2 separate regions of the Mus musculus genome follow, and region 1 is linked to region 2. Evidence: chromatin contacts called from public HiChIP or PLAC-seq data. All regions are on one chromosome and are shown on one strand. The core of a region is the stretch at or near the end of the contact, and the rest is flanking DNA. Distances in the headings are between cores, read along the strand shown. Region 1 overlaps Cald1 (caldesmon 1). Region 2 holds the start of Cyren (cell cycle regulator of NHEJ).

Region 1 (5,557 bases), core at 1,277-3,776, 240 kb after region 2:
GCCTCAGTCTTTTCCAATGTTAAAGGCTGAAGAATGGATCCGGCAGTCTCAGCTAACTTCTGACTAGGTAGATCTCAGTACTTAGGAAAGCCCCCAGAAGAAAGGGTGAGGCTCAGAGAGCTAAAGTCCAGGGCATGATCAGAGGAGTGAGGCTGTTTCTGATGCGCAAAAGAGCAAAACCATTTGCAGAGAAACCCAGCCAGGTTCGGGTGAGCTGTATTCAGGGGGTGGGAGCTGGAAGGAGCAGGGACCCTGGATGTCATGTCTACACTCTTCACTCTGGAGCAGACAATAGTTATTGAAAGTTGGGGGAATACAGAAGGCAATGCGGCTTAGCCGGAGGCTCAGAGTTAGGTTTGCGGATGTCTGATACCCAACTTGGGGTGGTAAGAGTGAAACTGTGGAGAAAGAGATCGCGCAGTGCTCATGAGATCCACACGTGCACATTGATTCCTCCCCAGCTCTTTCGGAAAGGAGTTCCCTCTTGGTTGCAGCACCCTGAACTCTGACCCTTGTGTCTAAACTCTGAGCTATTAATGACCAATAAATCACTTCCGAGATTAATCTGTAGGAAGGGCCAGGGCGAGTTTGAGTATAAAATGACCTTGGATTGTTGTATGGTTAATAATCTGTACCTTCATTGCATAAGCAAATGCATTTTTGTAAATTGTGGAAACTAATAGCAGCTCTCAATGAAAAGGAAACTAATTTTTTTCTGAAAATTTTTTTTCCTGTAAATATAAAGGTTATATTATGAAAATACCTTTACAGACAGAGAAAATACAAATTTCCCCATTCCTCTTCAAGTCTTAAGATATTCTGTGGCCACTTAAAAACCCTAGGCACTGTAGTCATGTCTTAGAATAAATCCTCTGAGGGAGTAAATCCAAATGGAAACTTCTAGCAAACTTAACAGTTTAATGAAGCAGATTTGCTTCAGCAGGAGCACAGACTATGTCCAGAGCAACTTCTAGAATGAGGGAGCTGGAGCTAGATCATCTCCTCCTGGAGTCCCCCCGCCTTCTCTCTGAAACTTGTCTCTCTGGTACCCACTCCTACCCTCTTCCTTTAAACCTTGGGGTTTTGCAGTGATAGTTTCAGGTCAAACAACAGAAGAACGCTTTTCTCATTGTATATATTAAACACTTGGCACATGGTATTTTAAATGCTGGTACCAGGCTTCAAACACACACAAGTTCTGGAAGAATCTAAAGGCATTTTTAAGGTGGTGATAGGAAAGTTGGACAAGTGGGGCTTTAAAATCTCAGGGAAAATAACATTAACTTCAGCAATGGTCACTTCTTCACCTCCACTTTAGATCTGACCCAGGGATACAGATCTCAGAGTCTAATTTTTTTTTTTTAGCATGTTAGTAGAATGAGGGTCAGATGCTCTCTCAAGTTGTCGTTGACCAGTTACCACTCTAGTGGGAGGGGAAAGAAACCAAGACTAGAGATGAGAGAAATTCACAGATATTATGGGATAAAAGTCACAGCATCTCCTCCTTGGTATTCCAATGAGTCACAGGGAGCTGGGATTTTTCCCCCCTCCATTTGTAGATGAAGAAATTGAAATTGGGTGAAGTTAAGAAGCTTGGTTAGCAACAGATAAGCAGCATGGTTATGACTAGATTTTGGGGTCTTCATCTTCTCTTCTGCCTGTCTAAGGGGAATTCTTACTTTTAAAACAAAGAAGAAAAAAAGGTTGCTCAATTATGTAATTTCACTTATAGTTGTTTGACTAGAAATAAATGATATCTTTTTAACAAGAATCTGTCGACAAAAAAGCTAGTTAATGCTTAAGAAAAAAAAATAATTTGATTGAAAAATCCTTTGTTTCAGTGGTCTTGTGCAGACCTGGACTTAATGAATGGCTACCTCTAACTCCCCTTGCTGCAAGAATACAAAAGGACCCAGAGGCAAGCCCATGGCAAATTGCCACTCCAAACAAATTGCTGTCTGTGAGCTCTCACACTTGAATTACCCTTCCAGGATTAAGGCTTGAGACTGTGAAAAATTAAAAATGTTGCCTAAGCCAGGAAATAGCAAATGAATCACAAGTCTCACTAGGAAGCTTAACTCTAGATCTAATCTTCCACTTTGGTGACGTTTAAACTGTGCGTTATCTTTAACAGACCAAATCCCCCCTCTGGCAGGATCTGGAGATGCTATTTTTGTGGTAATTAAAAATTTTTTTTAAATCACATGGCCTGTTCTTTATGTTCAGTTTATGTAGGAGTTGAGACCACTTCAAACATAACTTTTCTTCCCTAGTCAGATGGCTATTTAATATCATGTCATTCGCTGGTTGAAATAAAATAAGTTAATCAGCACAAAAGAAATACATGAACACCCCAAAAAGAATTGAAATGTATCTCTGAGAAATGATTTTTCTTTTCCAAAGCCAGACATCAAAGGCTGCCTCTTGAAGAAAGTTTATTTTGAGAAGCTTCAGTCAAAACAATTTGGAAACTATGAAATGAGTCAGTCTTTCTTAAAGAAATGTAACTTTGTCTGTTCCCTTGCATTTTGGGTTTGGTAGGAGACATCTTTATTCCACGGGGTTTTGAAAGCATGTTTAGGATTCCATAGGTTTAGTATAACATCACTAATGGTTTCTAATGAGATCCAGGCAGTGGCGAGAGGGAGAGAAAAGAACAGCACAAAAGCTGAATTTTACACCACCAAGCACCATGTAAAATGTGGGAAAGGCTCCACACTTTATCTGTTGCCGAGGCCATGTGGAATGGAAGGGGAAAGTTCGCAGGCAATCAACCAGACGTGTGGACAGCACGACACCCAGGGTTTGGCTCTTCAGAATCAGACATCCAAATGGCTGGATTTGTAATGGTGCCTGTGCATATGCAGGGAATGTCAGTATCTAGATATTGTAGTGATCCTACTGGGCTCTTCAGGCTCCAGTTACTTGCTTGGTTCAAGTCTCATAGACGCCTTTCCTCTGGGGAGCATATCTGTGTAGCCATCAGAGGATGAGGCTAAAATAAAATTTCCTCAAGCTTCCAGCATCTCTGGCATTTGCAGGACACTGGATGAGGGGAGAGTTGGAGTGGGTGGCGTCATGCATGGGGGAGTCAGTTTTCTATGGACTCACTTAGCAAATTGCAACTCGAGGCAATCCCACAAGTATTGAGTTCAGAGTCTATACATAGAGTACTACAGTCTGCAGAGAGGGGCAGGCAAACAAAGAGAAAAGAAGACATAATTTCTGCCTCCACTACCATCCAGTCAGGAGCATAGACAAACAGGCAACGGCCTTACAACATGGATAGAGTTGTATGGGGAATGCGAAATCCTCCCAACCTCTTTTCAAACGAAGTAGAACAAATTGTTTGGGGACAGGAAGTGGGAAGATTTGAAAAGGAAATGGTAAAACTCGATGTCTCAGAAACGCAGAATATTTTTACAAGGAAGTCTCAGTGTCTTAAATTATTTACGGTGAGAGTTACCCATACATTCGACAAGTACTGAACTAGCATACAACATTCCGGGACTCTGCTAGGAAAGTTAATATTTTCACATTATTTACCCAATATTTACATAACTTTACATTTCATCGAGTTTCTTCTGAAAAACTTCTGTTTTGACTTTCAACTGCATAATAAAATTGGGTCAGTTCACCATCTGTGTTACTTGTCCTCCGATGGGCAACGGGTTTGACAAGTTACCTGATCAATTCACGTGCAGAAACATGATTCTAAATCTTCTAGGAAGTATCCCTCCATCCTCGTTTCCCCTTATAACTCACCAACAACGCTGGTTGTCACCATAAAACAAAGAGAACTCTACTTCCCTGTGTAAGTAAATACACTTGGGACTGAGCCACTAGCATTAGAAAAGAAAGCTATGGTACCTTATCAAATAGAAAATTCTAAAAACCAAGCACTTCTGACTTGCTTTTAGCACAGATTCTTAGTTTAGCAGGGAGTATGCTCAAGATAATAGAGTGTTGGCTGCAGTCTGGCAGTGTTTCCAAAAAGAATCAGTGTGTGCCATACAGCCAGCTCTGGAGCTTGGTCTGCAATATCCAGCGGATAAACTGCAGTCTATAATTCCCATTTAATCAGGAGGAGAGTTCAGTGCACTGCAACATTCTCATATCTTTTACAAGAATTAATTGCTAGGGTAAACACCATTTCTTTTTACAAAAATATGTAGACACATCTAAAAAAACACAAAGACCATTTATAAAATTACTTATATCCATGTTCAGAAGTAAGTTTTGTTAATATGTGGTGAGTATAATTCTGAATATATAGGAGAATATGTGTAGCTCAAATATCATAAAAAGCATAATATAATATTGGAAACTATTAGTTACCATTATTTAACAAGGAGATTAGAAGTTAAAAATCAGGTAAATGTTTCCGTCTAAAAAGAAATTTTTAAGTGAAAGTGGAAAAATAGAAGAGTTTTTTTGCCGATGTATTATTAGCAGCAGATATTGTCTTTAGATATTATCTGAATTCCTTCAATAGTGTATAGGGTACACATTTCCTCTACTCTTCCTGACTTCCTCATTTAAGCCTCACGATGATAGTATTTTACACTATCAAAGAAAATGCTATAGAGCTGACATTTACCGTCAGAAGTACAATAGTTACTTACGTTTTATATTTAAATCAACTAGTTGTAAAACTAGTCTAAATACAATCTAAAACAATTGGGTTCTAGCCACACAAAAATAGCAAATAGTTTGCATATCATCTCTCCCCTTTCAATGGTCACTGTGGACCCAAATTTCTATTTAAAAATTTCCCCTGGGGAATACAGCCTAATGTTCCGTAGTTATACTAACTAGTCTTCTTTTAAAAATTCGAAAATAGTGAAAATATGAATGTATATTTTGAATTCAGCACACCCTGAAATTTTCCTCCATCCATTGGTATGGCCTGTTCCCCACCCCAGGGGCAAAATCTTTGGGTGATATTGCAAACAAATACAGAACCTCTTTCTAACCGGGCAACTCTGGGATCCTGGTGTTGATGAGGGAATATCTGGTTTTTAAACGAGATTTCTAAAGGTACAAGGTAGGCTATCAGAACACCTCAACCTTCATAGTGGCTCGGGGTAAAGGGCGGGAGGGTGAGCTTGCTTCCCAGTGTATGAGATTTCTTTATCTGTGACATCTGGATATGCTCACCAGCAGATAGGTGTTCATGTTTCTGCCAAGCAATCTAGACTGGAAGCCTTTTGCTCTAGTCTGGGAGATTAAATATGTTCTATTCACCTTTATGTTTTGTTTTTTCGCATTTCTCCCAGGTATCATTGCTCCCCCTCCCCACCCCCACCCGTGGTTATGAGTCTATTGTTTGCATGTGGGTATCTGGTTGCTTTGACGTAGTGTGCACGCACACAGAAGCCAGAGCAGGACATTGGACATTTTCCTCTATCGCTCTCCACCTTATTCCTTTAAGCCAGGGTCTCTCACTGGTTCAGAAGTTCTCCACATTGGCTAGGCTGGCCAGCCGGTGAGCTACAAGGATCTACCTACCTCTGCTCCATGTGCCACTGGGGCTAACAGGCAACCTCTGCCTCAT
Region 2 (6,031 bases), core at 246-2,745:
CCTCTGGTTTTCCTGTCTTATGGCGTGCTCTTTCTTCCAGCATGTTCCCCACAACTTGCTGAACCAGTGGTTTTAAGGCTCAGAGACAGAAAGAACATTCCAGAGCTTGTTCCTCCCCAACCCCTCCCAGGAAGAATGCATCCTTCAAAGCGCCTCTTTGGAACCCCTGAGGGCCTTAGTAGGGCTCTGTCCTTTGCTGTCCTTGAGTGAAGGTGTTGTGGGGCACAACCAAGAAGGCAGGTCACACTGCAAACCTTGAGTCACTCTTCTGGGGGCTGAGAACCTCGCCTGGCAGGTGCAAGTCTGCATTTCCCTCCCTGTGCCCTGGGGCCCTGTCTCTGCTGAGCCCCAAACCCATGCCCAGGAGCTCGGTGTGGGGTCTGGAAGTACAGTCACGATTACAGTGCCTGCTGACTAAATGAAGCTGACGGACACTTGTTACTATAGCCAATAAATTTATCTGCCAATTTAAAAATAATAAAACCCATGTGGACTCCAGCACAGGCAAGTCTCCTAGCTTGGTCTTTCCCTCCTGCTGCTGGGGTCTTTGCTGACAACAGGCTCTGTATGCAGCCACACAGGTCTTTAGCCTTATTTGCTGGGTGGCCATGGAGAAGTTTTAAGAGATGTGCAGGGTCGGGAGAGTTATTAAGAATCAAAGGAATCCAAGAATGGAAGGATGCCCTCTCACCCAGCATTAGGCTTGCTTGGCTCACATCAGATGAGGTAGAGGGCCCGCCCTATTTACAGTCAATGAATGCTACTTTCTTGACAGCTAGGGGCTGCCCTCCCAGAAAGGTGGCAGCCTGGCCTGGTTCAAGAGCAGCTAAAATGACTCTAGGGGTCATCTGTGGGATTGGAAGCCATTGGTTTATCCCATTAAGAGTTGGGGCCTTTAATTTCCTGGTCCGAGCTATCAGTTTAGGATTGAGGATTAGCATTAGGGAAAGGCTATGGAGAAACCGTGCTCAATAGGGGAGCTGTGGGTGCCCCAGTCCAGAGTGCGGTGTTGACCTGCTGTTGTAAATCGAACTTGGTCACTCTTGATTTCTCCGTTTGGGGGCAGACAGAATCAGATCTGAGGTTTCCTTTGCTCCAGCGCTCCAGAGAAGAACCTCCCCTGTGAGGGCCTCCTACTGTGTTTTTTTCAGTCGTCTTCCTTGGCTTTTTCCCCAACCACCCAGGTTGCCTTAAAATCATGCATGCGTTTAGCTGAAAGATTCCGGACACCTGGGAGCTAGCTTGGCGCCTCCTCCACTTCTGCAGAGGGAACCTTTCTTTGCTTCCCCTAGTTACTGACTCTGGCCGCTAAGAACCAACGGCTGCGCCTCCGTCACAACAGCTGACAGAAACAGGAGCCTGCGGATGTGACCCGCGGTCTGCAGGGGGCACCCGGGGCCCTAGCGGCCAGCCAGCGCCCGGGTCCGGAGCGCGCACGCCGGGAGCGCGCAGGAGCCGGAAGGGGCGGGCGGTGGGATGCGTGCGCGTCTCGCAGTTCTGAATCCCCGGAACCCACGGGAAGGACCGCAGCGCTGCCCTCCCCTCTTGCCCACGGTTCCATCCTGTCCCCAGGCCCCCGGCTCTGCGCCCTCTGCGGTAGGGAGGGAGTGGCGCGGCCAGCTCCGCGCTAGTGCAGCGACGTCCCGCGTGTGCCTTCTGGGTGAGATTTTCCAGGGACCCAACGGGCCCGACCCGATCAGCGCTGAGCTCCAGAAACCTTGCGGCGGGCAGGACCTGGCTGCTGGCTCGATGGTCGATATCCAGCTTTCTACGACTTTGTGCACGCTAATTCTTAACCACGTCTGTTTCTCGTCTATAAAATGGACATGATACACATGTACTGCCGGGTCTGACTCATTTCTGTACACTGTCACTCACTGGATGGTATTCCTCTTAATCGACTTCTGTTCTGTGGCTGGACAAGTTGTTTGGTTTAAATGAAGTTATAAACAGTCATTCTGGATGAGCCAAAATTGTCTACTGGTGTATGTTGGGGGCAGGGGGAGCACTGCCCATTGAAATGTGTGAATTAGAAAGCCTGGGGGATTTAGTAATTGATATGTTTTGTAAAATGTGGTATGGGAGGGAGGGAGGGGGTGCCTTAAGCGGGCCCAAGCTGAACCCCCTCCTACTCCCAGGTATCAGCCATATGATGGGTCTAGTATAAAAAGAAGTTTATTTGGGGACATGAGAAGGGGGGTTGAGAAGGGAGTAGAGGCAGAGAAAGAGGGGACAGAGAGGGACAGAAAGAGAGAGAGGGACAGAAAGAGAGAAAGGGAACAAAGAAGAGGGAACATGTGGAGAGAGAAGTGGGGAGGGGGGTTCAGAGAGCATGAGAGAGGCCAGATAGTCCTTTTATAGCAAGCCAGGTTTGTACCTGGCTGTTGCTAGGTAGTTGAGTGGAGCCTAGAAGGAACGTTAGCATGCTAACAGTAACCAAATCACAGTAGAGGTGAGAAGTTTGTGACATAGATGGAGATGGACGATTGGGCCAGAATCCCCTTTCTTCCTTCCTTTGGGCTGTAGAAATGACAGGAAAGCATTTCTTGTTGCTGCAACTGCCTGTGTGGGGCACAGAGCAGGGGAGGGGCTACAGATATCTGTCTGCAGGCCCCATGTCCTATCTGCTGCTAGTCCTCCATGTGACACAGTGTACATGGCTTGGCCTTCTGGGCTCTGCTCACCTCTGGGTCACCTCAGGTCTGCCCTACACTGACTAGTAATTACTGCTGGTAAGTTGGAAGAGCGTTGACTTACTAGAATCTACTGACTTGGTTCCTCCTTGTAGGCATTGAAGATCGGCACCCACTGGGGTCAGATGAGCCTGGTGTGACAAGAGAGTGTGAGTTTTGGTCCTGTTCTAGAGAAGCAAGCCATGGAAACCCTAAAATCCAAGACCAAAACGAGGGTCCTCCCCTCTTGGATGACAGCCCCTGTGGATGAGAGAAAGGTTGTATCAGTGAAGACAGCCACAAGGAAGCAGACAGCCGCCTGGGCCCAGAGAGTGGGGGCAGCAACAAGGTAGCTAGCTGGCCTGTCTGTCAGAGTGGGCGGGGCAATGAAATCCGTCCTTCCAGCAGAGCCCATCGCTCTCAGCTTGCCCCTCACAGAGAAGCACCACCACGTGAGTGTGTGCTGGTGAGCTCTGTCCTGCCGTCTAGCTGTTGATGCAGGCAGTGAGCTCTGCCTACAAACCATGCCTACACCCCAGGAACCAGTTGTTCAAAGTGCTTATCTCTTCTTCATTGGTGACAAAAGCAAGATCAATGGATCTGAAGTCTAGTCACCTGAGTGGTGCCTGTCTTTCCTGTACACAGGGCTTTTCAGTCAGTCAGTCAAGAAATCTGACATTGCAGAAGTGACGGGTGAATGCTGGTAGTCAGGGCGGGGAGAGCTTATCAAGTAGGAGGGAGGGAGCAGCCATTCTCTCAGAAACAGGGGCAGGAGGCTTTCAGGGCCACACTTGCTGGCTCTTTCCTGTTCCTTACGTAGTTGTCACAGCCCCAGTCACATTCATGTACAAACTGGGCTCTGGCCTGATGGCCTGTACTGGCTATGTCCTCTGTTTGCTTTTGAGACAGTGTCTCTCTCTGTAGCCTAGGCTAGCCTGGAACTTACTATTTAGGTCAGACTGGCCTGGAACTCACAGAGTTCCACCTGCCTCTGCCTCCCCAGTGCTGGGATTACTGTGTGCCACCACACTCAGCCGTCCACTGTGTGTTTCAAGGAGTAACAGTGGGAAGCCAGCCACTATCCCCACTCCCAGTTCTGTGTGAGGGAGTCCACGAAGGGAGGGTAGTCCTGTGCCCTGCCCCTGGACCACTAGGCTGAGGAAACTCTACAGCTCAGAGAATCAGTAACTCCCCCCCCCCCCCGGGGGTGCTTCCATTTCCTTCCTCCTTGTGAGTCCCTCTGCCCTCAGCTGTGGCTCTGCGTCTCTGTTTCAGAGCCCCAGCCACGGAGACCGTGTACTGCATGAATGAAGCTGAAATGGTAGACGTGGCACTGGGGATCCTGATTGAGGTAACATCTGTCCTGTCTCTTGTGTCTCCTATGCCTGGCGATTCCTCATGGGTAGGAACGAGCACAGGTCCCCCGCTCCTGGTAAGAGAGATGCTCTCAGGCTGCCTCAGGTCTCACGTCTTCTTCTTGCTTCCTCTTCTCAGCCAGGTTTCCCTCAGCCGCTTGCGTGTCGTGTGTCACGTGGGGTGAGCCTTTGAGACTAGCTGCACGGTTGGGATGTGGGTGTGAGGGGGAGCAGTCACTGTGGGGGAACCATACTGACGTGTATGTGAGGGGCACAGTGTTCACTTGAGTTTTTGGGAAGGCTACCAGTTGGGTAAGAGGACTCCTTTCCAGTGTGCCTGTCCTTAGCAGAAGGCTGTGGACGTTTCCTGGCTTCCTGAAGGCCTGAGAGCAGCTCTCCCATGTCATTGCATAGTTCTCGTGTTTTCCGTGTGCTTTAAAGCAGTGTATCGTCTTCCCAGTGCTCATGGTCACCCAGTCTGCACTGATCTGGGATACTGCTATCCCCAGGAAATCAAGGCTCTGTGGCCTGGGCTCCTGGTGTTCTCATGCCTCACCTTTCCAGCCATGTTTTTTTTTTTTTAGTTCGATCCTTTCTCCTTCTACTCTGCTGTTCCTCATATGTAGATCCCTGCATCTGTCCCTAGTGGGTCCTGATCCTGAGGTGTGGGGTGGAGAAAGCTTGGGTGCCCATGAGGTGGATGGGAGCATGTCCCAACTTGGTCGTGTGCCGTGCTGGCTTTTCGGTTGGCTCAGGGTACATCCATAGCACTGTCAAACTCGTGCCTTGGAGAAAGGAGCCCTTTGTGCCGAGACAGCTGTTTCTTCTGCTCTGCAGGGCCGCAAACAGGAAAAGCCCTGGGAACAGCGGTCTCTGGAGGCCACTGATAAGCTGCAGCTCTCCCCTCCCTGTTCCTCGTCCCCCGGGAGCAGCAGTGAGGAAGAAGACAGCAGGATCAGCTCTCTTGCTCCAGGCCTCAGCCCTCCCCGGGGACCAGAAGCTTCGGACTCTCCCTGTAGCAGAAGCCCGGAGGAGGAGAAGGAGGAGGAAGACGCGTTGAAGTACGTCAGGGAAATATTTTTCAGTTAGTATGAATTGTTCACTGCTTCAGCTGAGAGCTGTGGGTGCTGCCCACCCCTACTGGCCCCTGCCACCCACGAAAACCAGGCTTTGCTCCCAACTTCCAGTCCCAGGAGGTTGTCAGTTTGGGTGGGACTTTTTCTGTAGCAGGATGCAGAAACGCATCCTGTTACAGACTTTCCCTGCTCCACCCTCGGGCCCTGAGGGATGGCAATCCCAGCCCCGAGTTTCATTCACAGTAAAAGTGAGGTCTTGGGCCTACTTGCCAGATGCAAAGGAAAATAGAGCTGCCGAGAACATGGGTATTCTAGACAGGCAGCCAGATCTCGACTTAAAGAGACCTATGAACAGTCTCCCTCACGACACAGTCCAGCAGTAAGCTTCCACCCTCCCAACCAAACAGGCTGGCAACTGCCCACAGTTCCCTGCCAGTCTAGGAGCCTCCTGCTCCTAGACTGTGAGGCTGGTGAGCCACACAGGCCCTGTCTACCACCAGTCACCTCTCTTCCTCCTGGGGCCTCCACCTTGACCCCTGTAAGGGAGAGTGGGACACGGGTCGCTGAGGACAAAAGATCACACCAGAGTCCAGGTTTCTTTATATTCACTTTGGCTTTTGATGAGCACAGAATGAAGAACTCATTGCCACGTAGGTTTTCTGATATACAGGCACTGAACAAAATATATACTGATGCCGCGATGCATAATAAAGACCATGCCTTCTGCCTTTCCAGTTCTGGGTAAGGTGAGGGGACACGGTGTGTGTTTGTGACGACTATTCAATCCTGTTCACCTTCCAGGAGTTGACACATTTTGCGTCTGCATCCCTGGGTCACGAGGATGGCTTAACAGCTGATTCCTGTTTGCTGTCAGGTCCAGGGACCCCTTCAGGGGACCCTAAAAAGCCAGTGAGGCTTCTCTTTGTGC

The links. HiChIP or PLAC-seq counts read pairs in DNA pulled down with a chosen protein or histone mark.
Region 1: a contact with region 2 is called in an SMC1A HiChIP or PLAC-seq map of the NIH/3T3 cell line, with 2.8 times the contacts expected there. The contact joins the enhancer-like site here to the promoter of Cyren in region 2. A contact is called at or near these places in 2 of 39 promoter capture datasets (the 3T3-L1 cell line and liver), 1 of 15 datasets of contacts at CTCF or cohesin (the NIH/3T3 cell line), 1 of 484 Hi-C or Micro-C datasets (Th1 cells), 2 of 115 datasets of contacts at active chromatin or transcription factors (bone marrow-derived macrophages and extraembryonic endoderm stem cells) and 1 of 9 other capture datasets (adipose tissue).

What each region holds. Positions count from the first base shown.
Region 1 is chr6:34,635,325-34,640,881 of GRCm38.p6, reverse strand. The region is part of intron 1 of Cald1 (caldesmon 1); the gene reads right to left. Among named protein-coding and RNA genes, the nearest start is that of Gm13861, 16 kb to the left of the region's middle. Within about 2 kb of position 2,526, at least 34 of the 459 cell types and tissues checked have an H3K27ac peak or open chromatin away from gene starts, as enhancers often do. A contact at or near this core is called in the NIH/3T3 cell line, where this site is marked.
Region 2 is chr6:34,873,529-34,879,559 of GRCm38.p6, reverse strand. Cyren (cell cycle regulator of NHEJ) reads left to right here and starts at 1,495. Exons shown (of 4, transcript NM_001135611.1): 1 at 1,495-1,660; 2 at 2,789-3,021; 3 at 3,948-4,023; 4 at 4,865-6,031. The coding sequence starts at 2,876. The coding sequence ends at 5,116. Tmem140 (transmembrane protein 140) reads right to left here. Exons shown (of 2, transcript NM_197986.3): 2 at 4,614-6,031.